Regions from separate parts of the Rattus norvegicus genome. Here region 1 is linked to region 2. Evidence: chromatin contacts called from public Hi-C data. All regions are on one chromosome and are shown on one strand. The core of a region is the stretch at or near the end of the contact, and the rest is flanking DNA. Distances in the headings are between cores, read along the strand shown. Region 1 has its middle 130 kb from the start of Fbxo8. Region 2 overlaps LOC103693946 (a long non-coding RNA gene).

Region 1 (6,328 bases), core at 2,928-5,427, 660 kb after region 2:
AGTATATAAGAAGTAAATTTTCTTTAAGCCAAGATATGTATTAGATTCCCCTCTTTTATTTTAATTTCATTTTCATTCACCTAAAATTAGATATTGGGTTTGTTTTTATACAAATGTTTCCAACATGAAACCATAGACAGTTTTTAGTTAAACAGAAGGGGGAAAATATGGCAAAAAATTATAATGCTCAGGTTTAAGAACTAATATAATGCTAATAAAGAAAGCAGAAAGGGTAAGGAAAGTAAAAGTAAAATTATATCTTTTAAAAAGTATTTCTCTCTCATCCTGCAATCTGGGTCATGCTACTTTTATTATCCTGTAATATAATGCTTTCCTTTTTAACTTTGTGACTCATTTTTAAATTTTATCAGAACTCCTTGCTCTGGCAGCAGGCTGTCTACTCCTTTCCAAAGAACGCCTGCAGTTTTGCATTTCCTTCGAGGCATAGACCGATTCAGGATGTGCTCAGGGTTTCCAGCTCGAGAAGCATAGGCTGGGCATTGACCTTGAAACTCCACTGACAAAAATGTCAGGATTTTACTTCTGTTTCCCAGCGTTCATTTTCTACAGCTCATTTTTGTCCCATTTGAAATATGAAAATGTTCATCGGTCAAGAGATGAGGAAAGGGGGAGTCTAACGTCAGACTAGCGGATAACCGGATGTTACATGCTTAGTACTAACTTAAGACTGGGAGTGCAAGAGGAAGGACAGTGTGCAGTACCAGGATAAAACTGAGGAACTTTTGTAAAAGGAAATGTGAACTAAATGTCTAAATAAGCCAGAGAAGTAATATGATAACAAAAGAAAAATTCCCATTATAAACATAGGGCCTGCTCTCCCTAATCGCTCTTTTTATTGAGACGTAAGGGTTATGAGTTAAACAGACTAATATTTTTTTTAAAATATTTAAGGTAAAAGTAAAGATAAAATATCATAAGGAAGAGAATCACTGACTTCTTCACTGGGGGCGGGGATAGGGGATAGGAGAGATGTTCAAAAGTAGTAATGTACAGAAATCTAAAAACCAAGCTTCCTTCAGCCAGCACAGAGCCTTCAACCCTGAAGGACTAATGTATAGATTTTTTTTTTCTTAAACCTATGGAGCACACAATTGTCATGTGTTCTCTTGTTACCCAAAGCCCACAGTAGGTTCACAGCACAAGACTCGGCAGCCTGATAGTTTCTCATGATCATTGTTTCTGTTGAGTCACAAGCTTTCGACTGTGGCTTGTCTGTTCAGATTTCATCTAGGTGAGGGCTACTGTGCATGGTCTAACAAGTGGAAAGAGCAGTAGACTGGGGTGGATGTTCATTTGGTGAGTTGGAGAAGCACTTCCAAAATGGTTTATTTATTTAAATAAATTAAATTGAATTTTAAAAAATACACTTCCCCCCGATCCAATTGATAACGATAAAAAAGAGTAGGATAACCAAGCAGTAAGTAGGCACAGAGAAGCCATAGGAAATTTCAGGAACCTTTGGTCAGTTAGTAAATTGTACTTTCAGTTCACCAAAATGACTTGGGGTAAAGGAACTTGCTACATAAGTCTGGTGACCTGAGTGCAAGTCCTATGGCACAGTGGAAGAAGAAAACTAACTCCTAAAAGTTGTCCTCTGACCTCCACATGTGTATTGTGACATGGATGTCACTGCTCACATCTAACATACACGCGTGTGCACACACACACACACACACACACACACACACACACACACACACACACATACACGAGGCTCAGTGGGTCTAGGCCAACCAGGGTTACATAGTGAGATCCTGTCTCAAAATAAATAAATAGCTGTCTCTCCCAATATCATGATTTATTAAATCTCTGACATTGAAATCTGTGTCTCCAATCAAACTGGTTGAATGTGTAGAAATAGTTTTGTTCCGTGAGAAAGAGTCCAAACCATTAGAGAAAATCAGACTGTTGGTTTACAAAGTTTATGCCTAGCATGTCACACAACTATTCACATAGTAAATGCACAATAAATGCTGACTAGCAAGAAGGGTGAGCCTGGAAACAAAGGAAAACTGAAATGAGAAAATGGAACGCTAAAAATGGCGTAGTGAATTCCAAACTACATGCTTCAAACCGTAGCCCAAGCTACAATTTCCCCATTCCGTTCCCTTATCTGTAACCACTGCCTTTCATCTCCTCGAACATTTCAAAATAGACAGTTTGCAAAGAGTTCCGACTTCTAATAAGCAAGTTAAATGGTTTTCAAAGTCTTCCTGTTTCTATTTTTGCCTGATATGTAGGAAAGTTTGCTTCTGTTCTGTAAGCAGAAAAACATACAACGTATGGACAAGGACCATGTGGTCTTTATGGAGATTCCGAGGTCAAAGCTACAGAAGGAAAAATTAAAAGGCATTTCTTGGCCAAGCATTTACAAGCTTACTCTCAACAATCTGAAGTTCAGAAGCCCTGAGAACAAATTCTCTCATCAAAACAGGCTAAAACTGAGACTTGATCTCAGATTCTCCTAAACCGACGGGTATTCGGCAAGACATCTCTGTTAAGGCAACCCCACATGGAGGAACAGCAATAAACCCCATCCACATGCCCTGTCAGTCTCCCGAGCACCATAGGTGAGGGGCAACATGCATGTGTCAGCAAATTAGGCAGGAAGCAGCCATTGCACCATGAGGATATTAAGGGTGGGATCAGGGTGCCCAGGGCACTGTTAACGACTGAAGGCAGACATTATGGCCTGCCTTAAATCAGAGAAGAAAACAAAGACAAAACACCACTGCACTTCCTCTAACACATAGTTTCACTACCTAGATTCTAGACTCTAGAAAAATCAAAAAGTATGCTTCCATCCCTTGGAATTTTAGGTTTGTCTTTTCGTTGGAAAGGGACAAATTACAACCTCCCTCTTTCCTTGGCAAGCAGCTCCCTGTAAACCAAAACTTCCTCCACTCCTGAGAGAAGCTAACATTTGTTCCCTTTCTCCTACGTTCTCATGCATAACGGAACCATCTCAAAGAATAAGCGTTACGACTCAGGATTGACTTGTGGTTTCTAAAATATGGAAGCTTCTCACGGGACAGTTTTTGATATCAGCTGTTAAATGTGAATGAAAGTGTGCACTTAAAATCACTGCGTGAATGGAAGTGTGCACTTAAAATCACTTCCTGTTGCATCTTCAGTCCTTGTCTTTCCTATTCCATGTGTGTCCTATTACCAACAGAATGTGTATACGTGATATGTAAAACAGAGATACCCTTTCAGCTTCTGAAAGGCCGCCCTCTGATATATCAAACTGTAATGAAATAGACTCTTCTTTCCACATTCAGAACCCAATTATTTAATAGAACTTTGAAAAAAGGGGAACTTCCACAATTTTTAAAAAGCAAAATACAAAAAAATTAACATAGTCATTAAAGTGCAAAAATACTAGCATTTGAGATGAGCAGCTTTGTGCTGCCCCCACAGAAGCTTGCTTTATTTAAGTCAAATGACTCTAAATGTTGATGTGTTTAGAAGGCATTTTATACAACTTCAAACAATAATATGTTTATATGACAAAGGAATGTTTTAAATTACTAAACTTGTAGAAATATGGTGAGCAAATCAGTAGTGAAATACATTTCTTCCAAGCATATGTTGCAAACTCAACAAAGAAAAGCTTAAGTGGCTTTTTTTTGTTTTTTTTTTTTTTTGTTTTTTTTTTAATTTTCGTGATTCCATCCAGAAGACACATGGCAGATAACAGGCACTGATTTCTTTTAATGTGTGCAAATGCTGAAACATCCTTAAATATTTTTATGCTCCAACACTATGCTAATACAAGAAATAAATACAATTTCCATTATTTCAGATATTTATAAGCATTTTCTTTTACTATGTGTTGCCTTCTTTTATTGAATGAAGTGACATACCAAATAGCACATGGCATTTGTGACTGTTTGCTTTATATAGATGTGATGAACTTAGCGGCTTCTGTCATTTATTTGACCTCCTAAAAGACTCGATGTTTCATGTTCTAAAGTAAATTCACTTTAAATTGTTTATTGATGTTGGAGTTGTTACATGAGCAAACATTTTAGCTGATAACTCAATAAAACAACATGCTTCTTAGGGGTCTGAACCTCTGCTTTGGTTTACAAAGTTTGATTTCAGAATCATAGTTTCGATTTGCAGTGAGAATGGATGACTCAGCCTGGAAGCTCGTTCTGCTCAGTGTAGCTGGGATTATGGAAGAAGTGACTGGCATTCTTTGTAAAATAGCAGAACCTTGCCTTGTGCATGACTGCAATCCATTCAAGAAACAAGTATAATTCTTATCCACAAGACAAAACCATCATTCCTAAGAAACCAGGTAAGAGCAATAAGAGCAGAATCAAGGACAGAGTAACTAGAGAAAGTGGTAGACTCATTCCACGTGAGTAGGAAAGAGCAACAGCAGTTTATTTTCTGTAGTGTATTTCAAGAAATTAAGAATGATTGACTTTCTTCTCCTAGATTTTTAGTTTGGAAATGCCAACAATATAAGCATATTACACAATCTATACCAACACACCTTGGGGGCATCCATTTTTAAATATTTTTTCATTTATCGTCCCCCTCTTTCTGCCTTTCAATCTCTCTCTCTCTCTAAGAGGAGGGGGGAGGAGAGGAGGAGAGGGGAGGAGAGGGGAGGGGAGGGGAGGGGAGGAGAGGAGAGGAGAGGAGAGGAGAGGAGAGGAGAGGAGAGGAGAGGAGAGGAGAGGAGAGGAGAGAAGAGAAGAGAAGAGAAGAGAAGAGAAGAGAAGAGAAGAGAAGAGAAGAGAAGAGAAGAGAAGAGAAGAGAAGAGACGTGGAGTGGGGAACCTGTTTTGGGTGACATATTTGAAACTTTTCTGCAGTGAACATAACTCCTTGTCCCCAAGAATAAGAGCAGCTTGCTTCAAAATTATCACACTGTCAAATCCCCCAGAAACTCCTTATTGAATCGCAGTCCTCCCTAAATGACTTTTGGGGTTGTTTTTAAATTCAGCATCCAATCAAGCACTATACAACACACAGACTTATACATTCAAGTGGGTCTTTAGACTTTTTAATCTGCAGTGAGTTTTCACCATGATGAAATGAGAACACATTATTTTGAATATTAGTTTCAAGACCGATCAATTAATACTGGCAGCAAATAATTAGGAAAGTTACTTTTAAGACCTGTTGTTATTTTTACCCAAAAATATATGTTATCATTTCACCAGAAAGTCTCCTTCCAACTCAACTAACTTCAAGTGATGTGGGAGAAAATAAATAAATATTAATCAATCAATTAATTACTTAATTAATTAAGGGCAGCATAATTGAAACTAACTAGTAGCTTAAGGCACATAGATCCCCATTGTCACATTTAGCACTTTAAACCCATCCCCCAAAACAAACTGGTGGCCAATTTCTTGTGTGTGGCTCAAGGTTAATGTGAATATTATTGAAACAGGATAGGCAGTCAACCATGTAATATTTATTCTCCTTGATTCCTCGTTACTCAAGCATTCTGCCTTTCTTTCTCCATGAAAGGCATTTAGGTAACAATTTGAACACATTCTAGCAGAGGTTGGGTAGATACTTTTAACAAGTACTGTTACTGTCCAAATATTTTCCTTCTTCTTGGATGTCAGATTTTAAGAAAAGTGTGTTTGTTGAAAGATAATTCACTATTAACACACTGCTTCAAGGAAAATCTTCACATTAGTAGAAATGTAGTGCCAAAGCAGAACAAAACCATCACATTATGATATCTTACAAATTTAATGCCTCACATTGGGATGTGTATGTTAAAGCATACATCTCAACTTTGTATGATAAAACCTTGTGTGATGATTCATCATTAGCATCTATAAACACACATATCAATACATATTCATAATGAAATAAACATATTCCAAGTATGCATGTGTACGTATGTATATGTAGATATAAAATACTGAAGTTACTTCTAAGTCTTGTGACAGATGATATTTTGTTTCAATTAAATGCAGTTCTTTAAAAGGAAAAGGACAGTCATGCTGAGAGACATATGATGGACACATCGCTTCCTGCTTCTAATTTCTCTATGAAACAAATGAAGTCAATCAGAGATAAGCTATTTCAGTGTAAGGGTAATAGGCAAAGACAAGAGCATATCCAATTTAGGGGGATTTCTATTGCCACCTAGTGTTTAACTTTATAATGGACTGATTTCTGAACATGAAAACAGTCCTACAATATGGAACATACTCTGTGAATTACAACACTTTTCAATCAAATAATCTCTTAGTTCTTTAAAAAGCAAGACACTATTTCTTTATGAACCAGCAGTTATGTGAAGATAATTTTGCCCCATTAATTA
Region 2 (6,498 bases), core at 2,436-4,935:
ACACACACACACACACACACACACACACACACACACACACACACACACTCAAAACCAACTTTGGAGTTGGACTGTTTCTATTTCAGACGACACGACCTGGATGAATGGAGTATCCGGAGAAGGTTTTTGAAGACGTTTAGGAGGAAGGGTGAGTTTTCTGTTGAGAAACTCAATCTGCCATACAGTAGCAGCCCCATCTGGGATCTGTCACTGCTGACAGCACCACAGGGCACTGCCGTGATCTTCTGCACAGCCTGCACTCCCCGAAATACCCTCCTTAATCAAAGGATGTCTGCGCGCCAGCGCTCAGCTGACCGCGCCGAAGCCGAGAGGCCTACGGGTCCACCCATCCCGCCCCCTTCCCAGGCTCACAGCCTCCCCCAACCCCGTCTTTCCAGAGCATTAATTAAAAGCGGAAAAAAGACAGAGGCTGATGTCATTGCTCTCAGATCATAAACGTAAGAGTCATCCTGTGAGAATCCCTGAAAATGACTTTAATGAATAATTTCAGAGACAGTTATGGCTTTGGGTGATTACTGAGCGAGAATATGAAAACCAGATTTTCAAGGGAAGGCGATGGTCAGGCGGTCTGACCGCCACCCCCACCCCCCCCATTAAAACCGCATCAGTTTTTCTTCTTCCTCAACTACTACTACAAACTTAGATTTTTGTTTCCAGGGTTTTTTCTTTAAAACTAAAGCCACAAGCAACACACACACACACACACACACACACACACACACACACACACACACACACACACACACAGCATTTCTGTTTTATCCCAAAGACAAAAATATCAGTGCCAAGCAACAGTTGCAATCTATCTTAAAAAGAAGGCTCTGGTGAACGGCCATTGGTTCCTGTCTTTTCCGAAAGGGCGGGATTTACTGCCATCTTGGTTTAGAATACTATCTTTTCTGGCCCCTTCTAGGCAATATGCTTACTGAAGTTTGAACACTCTGCCCTTTGAGTAAGCACATTGTTTGTTTTAAGTGAAATTTTGCTGGCTGATCAGCAAGCATCAGGATGACAAATAATAGGCTTCTGCAGGTCTCCATGACTCTTCAGTACCTGCTCACCAATGCCTGAAGGATGGCGCGGTGTTACAACAGGGGATTACATTTTGAAATCATAGTCATAAGAGAAGCATTAAGTTAGTTGGGTCCAATGGGCTGTGCATTAAAAATATTATTTGAAGTTGAGTTTAATGGCATATGCCTGTAATCCCAGTGTTTGGAAGTCAGAGGCAAGGGGATTGTCATGTTTTGAGACTTTGTCCTGATAGAGCATTTTGGGTAAGTCTGTGCTATCTTAGCAAGGTCCTACCAGATGCAAACACACTTTGGAAAACAAAAATTACTCAAGAAAGCAGCTGAGGCATCAGTTGGAGACTAGAATTGTCTACTACTCCATGCTCTTTATTTGAAAGGCTCACCTTCCTGTGGACCTAGCTTCTTTGGTCGTGTATATACATGGGGAATCTCTGGGCACACAATTTGACTCCACCCTCATATAATTTTTACCTGGAACAAGAAAACACTGTAGGTCAGAATCACGTGGGTCTTTGTGGTTTTGATGGTTGAGAAATTTGGTTGTCTGAACCAACCAGATTACAACACTAAGGCAGACCTTGAAGAACCCACCTGGCAACACTCTCAAAACCAGGCTCTGAGGCTTTGCTTCCTTTGCTTCTCAGCCAGGCCAAAGTCCTGATGTCACTAAAGATCAATTCTTCAATCCACACACTAGAGTGTTTCCCTCACATGCAGAGGACAGGAATGAATGGAAATGGGAAACTCAAGGTGACATTTTCCTCTGACTTAGAGAAAACTGCCCCTCCCTAGTCTGGATCACAAGAAGATGTGTGGAGTTTGTTCTGTAGACTTGGTTCAGTCTGTTGTGACGAACTTTTGGGGATTCTCCATTCTCCAGTTTGTTTTTAGATCCTCAGTCCCCTTATGTGGAGTTTGACATTTTATCTGTTCCCTCAAACCAATGCTGTCTTCTTTCCCTCTAAATCCAGTGCAGGCTCTGACTAAACAGGCTGTTTGCCCTCTTGAATTTATGAGAAAATAAATCCCAAGCTGCTACAAGGCATCAATCACTGGCCAAGGTAAACTGAGATATAGCACGATACATTCCATGGCCAATTCTCTTGAAGGCTGTAGACTTTAATAATGGAGGCCTTGGCCTGGTCTTTCTTCATATTCGATACTGTCACCCTTACCCACACCAGACAATATTTTTGGTGGTTCAAGGAAAACATTCCTAAGATTCTGAACTAATTGTGGCGGTTCTAGAATTTTCTGCAGGGGTTTTAAGAATTGCAAGCTCTGAAATGAAGTTTCTGGCCTATCCAATCAGGATTTTTTGGAGGCTTGGATGAAATATGGGTGAATTTGTAATCTTGTTATTTCTCTGGGGAAGGGAAAGCCCCATCCTAGACAGTTCAGATAATGAGTTCGGCACAGCACCTGCCCTGCCAGTCAGCAGCTTAGCGGGGTCAGAGGTCGTGAGCATCTAGGAATCTTACACAGATCTCGTTCTTCTGTTCTGGACACCGCAACACAGCAGAGGACAAAGCTGCCCACGCTAGTCGCGTGTCATGCTCAAGAGGTGTCTCCAGCTGGCCAGCTGCCACTAGATCTATTACACTCTAAAGCAGGTGCAGAGGTGCAGTCTCAAGAGAAGTGATGTTCTGTAATCACTTCTGCCAGGTCGTCCCCTAAGGCAGAAATTTCCACCATTTTTGATCACAAGAACTGTATAACACAGCCCGATGCTGTGGGCAGGACACTAGATACCTCTAAAAAATTTCCTGCGTGTCGTTTGGCCACATAAGGGCTACTCATAACCACGTGAGTCCCCATTTTGCTCTGGCTTTCCACCACCACCACCACCACCACCACCACCACCACCACCACCACCACCACCACCACCACCAAGCTGCCTCTATTGGTGTTGGGAAGCAGCGCTTGGTTCCTGGGTAGCAAAGGAGCGCTGATCGGTAGGAACCAAAGGTCAACGGCTTTTCTAAGAGGGATGCACAAGACAGAGAGATTTGGAAGATTTCAAGTAAGCATCGCCAACTGGCCCCTCCTCTCCCCCAAACAAGGAAAGCAAAACAAGACAGAAAAATGTTCCCGGATAAAAATATATCTATTTAGAAGGTCTCTCCGCGCAGGCGGATGGGGCTTTCCAGCTGCCTGCCTGGCCCCGGGAGGACTTGGCCGCGCAGCCGCCGATTACACCCAGCTAGCTCTGCTGGGATGGCTCCGGGCCGTCTGCCCTGACGTCAGCGAGCCTCAGGGCCTCGCTGCGGCGAGATAGCAAAGCGCGGCCGGGAGCGGGCCCGGCACTAATCACTCCCAGATGTCCCTAATAGCGGAGATAAAGACGGTCCGAGAGGCCGGGAATAAATTTGTAATCAGGCCTCTACCATCTGATCATCAAAGCGGTCCAAATACCGGAGAAATTTGGAGGGAATGTATATGCAGGGGGTTGTTGCTCTCGCTTCTGCAAGATTACTGACTTGGGCCGGGTGAAACGGTGAGAATCTGCGGAGCCGGTGAGAATCGGGGGGCGGGGGGTTAGAATTGTGGGCGTGAGTCCGGGACTACGTTCCATTTACTTCCAGGAGGCTGGCCGGCCAAAGGCTCTGGCCGTTCTAGGCTAATGACTGGAGCAGACAGTTGCTATGCTTCGAAGCACACCGGCTGGGTGGTGAGGCGGCGCTTTTTAGAACTGTCCGGCCCCCGGAAACGTGAGATTGGTTTCCTTTTTTGGAACAGCCTCCTTTCTTCCTCTTTTAAACAGTTAAAAATATCTAACGGATCTCTTCCACACACCCCGATAATCTCCACAGGGGCAATTTAGGCTGCTGGGGGGGCCTCCAGCCCGTTTCTGAACCCCAGTCTGAGAGCGGTTCCTTGCGATTTTTCTTTCTGTCCACAAGATCCGAGGGCTGGGACAAGAGCGGAAAGGAGACATGCTAGTGCCCTCTCCTCCTGCGGAGATCTGGGCCAGAGGATTTGACTTTCAGAGGCTCCAATTCTCCTAGGTTAAAATAATCATGCCAGGGACCGGATTCAGTAGTCCATAGTGTTTATGCACCACAGATTTCCCTTTCAAACAAACTCTGTTTTGGGCTCCCCAGCCGACCCTTCTTCCAACTCGGAGTGCGTAGGTAGGGCTCGCGCACTAGAAGCAAGATAAATGAAAGGCGGCGGTGGAAGATAAGCCACAATACCCACACAAACGATCTGAGAAATGGCATATGGGAAAAGATTCAGGGTTCGTGGAACAGATTTCTATACTTTGTAGGCCCGCTGTTCTCATGCAAGTCCAGGCTTCGCTCCATCCCTTGCTCTGTTTGGTAGCCCTGTGACGCAGTTCAGGCCCTAGCACCTGATCCCGGTTCTCTGCTCAAAGTCTGGGGGTGGGGTAGAGTAGCCCCAAGCTCTTGCCTCCCGCAATTTTGCATTTGAGATCACTCTCCATTCCTCACACCTCTTCCTTTCAAATTTGAAATCCTAAATTGCCCCCTGCCCCCTGCCCATACTTTGACACCAGGAGAGACTGGCTTTGAGATTCTCTGCGGCTGGGGGTGGGGGGGCAGAAACCAGCAGAACTACAGGTAAGGGAAGCAGATTGGGCCATCATTCCACCGGGAAGTGAGGCAGACACATTTTTAAAGGGTCACGGAGAGTGGCATCGCCGGTGACACTGCTGCACCCATTTTTCAACGCTGAAATCAACTCACCAGCAGTTCCTTCTACAATCTAAATTCTGAACCCTCCCCTCAAAGAAAATGCTGCAACAGAACTAGCCAGAAATTCCTGCTTACTCAGTGTGTCTCTAGGTTTTCGTAGGCATGCACAGTCCCACAGTGACCTAGCTATCATTTTGGACAAGCTGTCTGGTAGCTGCTGTCAGTGTCTGTGGGCTGGGAGCAAACGTCCTAGGAAAGCCAGCCGTGGAGGATACTGACTGAGGTCCACTCTGAGATTTCCAGACTCATTTCCAAGCTGAGAGAGAGAGAGAGAGAGAGAGAGAGAGAGAGAGAGAGAGAGAGAGAGAGAGAGAGAGAGAGAGAGCAGCCTGTCGGTGCTGCAGGGTTATCAGACCTTAGTCCATGCAGAGGTCTGGGGCTGAGCTCTGACAGCCAGATCGACCATCAATTTACCTTCTGTGCCCCAACTTCCCATTTAGCTTTTAACGTCAAATCCTACATGTTTTGTCGGCTCCGGCCTGTCTAGAACGCTTGTGAATTCGCTGCAGGAGTGATTGCTCTTAACAAAATGGCAGCAAACACATTATCCGAGCAATTAAAGCAGAGGCCCTTTAGCCATTCCCACAAGCAGAATCTCTCTCCTCCACCGCCTTTAAACAAAGAATAAAAAGTGTGTAGCTGAGAAAAAGCATAGAATCACTGCAGAAATCCCCCCCCCAGCACACTAGCCCACCCCATGGGAGTTTGACAAGGCAAAATATGTGGCTGGGGATGTTGGAACAGTTTAGATTCCAGACGGAGGAAAGGATTATCTGTATGTTCTGCAGGTTGAAGGGTCCAGCTAGTTTAGAACTGTGTCCAGTTAACTGGTTTGCTCAGCTGAGGCATTTGGAGCATCTGGGCTTTCAACTGGCTTTAGTACTAAGTCAGCTGGATTCTAGCCAGTTGGGTTTCCTGGACGGTTGGAGTGGTAGGGTGGATTCAACGTTGGGGCTTAGTACTGACTTGGGGGGAGAGAGGCCTCTGCAGCTCAATGACTCTAGATAGTCAACAGGGATGGATGCCTGGATTGCCAGTCCAAACGCACCAAGATTAGTAAAATGATCACCTATGAACAGTGCACTAGGATCTTTTGATTCCCTTGTGCTGGAATTTAATGAAGCAGAACAGCTGATTAAACCAGAATCCATTAAGGCCTAGAAGAGAAGACAAAGGCATGCACAGGCACACAAGCTCATGGTGACGATAACAGATGTGTTTAGGTGGTAACCCATCTCATCTCTGTCCATTCTAGAACCCTCTTAGATTCCTTTCTTCTAGCTCTAAAACATGGAATCTTTCTTCTGAGCTGCAAGTGAGCTAAAAGTGAAGATGCAGAAGACCTCTGCAGGCCAAAGGAGAGAGCCGCTTGGTCAAACAGACAATGGTCCAGAAAGCTACAGAAAACCTGGCCAACCATCATCCCCATGCTATAAACAAAGGCATGTGTCTGTAAACACAGCCCCTTGCCCACCAGGTCGGCCCAGCATCGGCTGACCTAAGGGGAGAAAGTTCAGATCGCTTTGGCCTAGTTGTTCTAACCCCTCGCCCTCCTGTTGTCAGCCATCCGCAGAAGTCCGAAACACCACTCACACCCGCCCCCCCTCACCCACGAAGGGCTGGGCTGGCTGACTGAAGACCACCCGGGTCAGGGAAGCCAAGAGTGAGCCGTGGGAACGAGGGTTTGTGCCTGGAGGTAAGGTGTGAATATCACCCCAAGGATG

Evidence for each region. A called contact is a pair of places that touch in the nucleus more often than the background predicts.
Region 1: a contact with region 2 is called in a Hi-C map of the A7r5 cell line, with 4 times the contacts expected there. The contact joins two enhancer-like sites. A contact is called at or near these places in 4 of 12 Hi-C or Micro-C datasets (the A7r5 cell line, the Rat2 cell line, kidney and 1 more).

The regions. Positions count from the first base shown.
Region 1 is chr16:38,584,629-38,590,956 of GRCr8, forward strand. No RefSeq gene overlaps it. Among named protein-coding and RNA genes, the nearest start is that of Fbxo8, 130 kb to the right of the region's middle. Within about 2 kb of position 4,178, at least 3 of the 93 cell types and tissues checked have an H3K27ac peak or open chromatin away from gene starts, as enhancers often do. A contact at or near this core is called in the A7r5 cell line, where this site is marked.
Region 2 is chr16:37,920,301-37,926,798 of GRCr8, forward strand. It overlaps LOC103693946 (a long non-coding RNA gene), which reads left to right. Exons shown (of 2, transcript XR_596448.3): 2 at 87-752. Among named protein-coding and RNA genes, the nearest start is that of Hand2, 7.9 kb to the right of the region's middle. Within about 2 kb of position 3,686, at least 22 of the 93 cell types and tissues checked have an H3K27ac peak or open chromatin away from gene starts, as enhancers often do. A contact at or near this core is called in the A7r5 cell line, where this site is marked.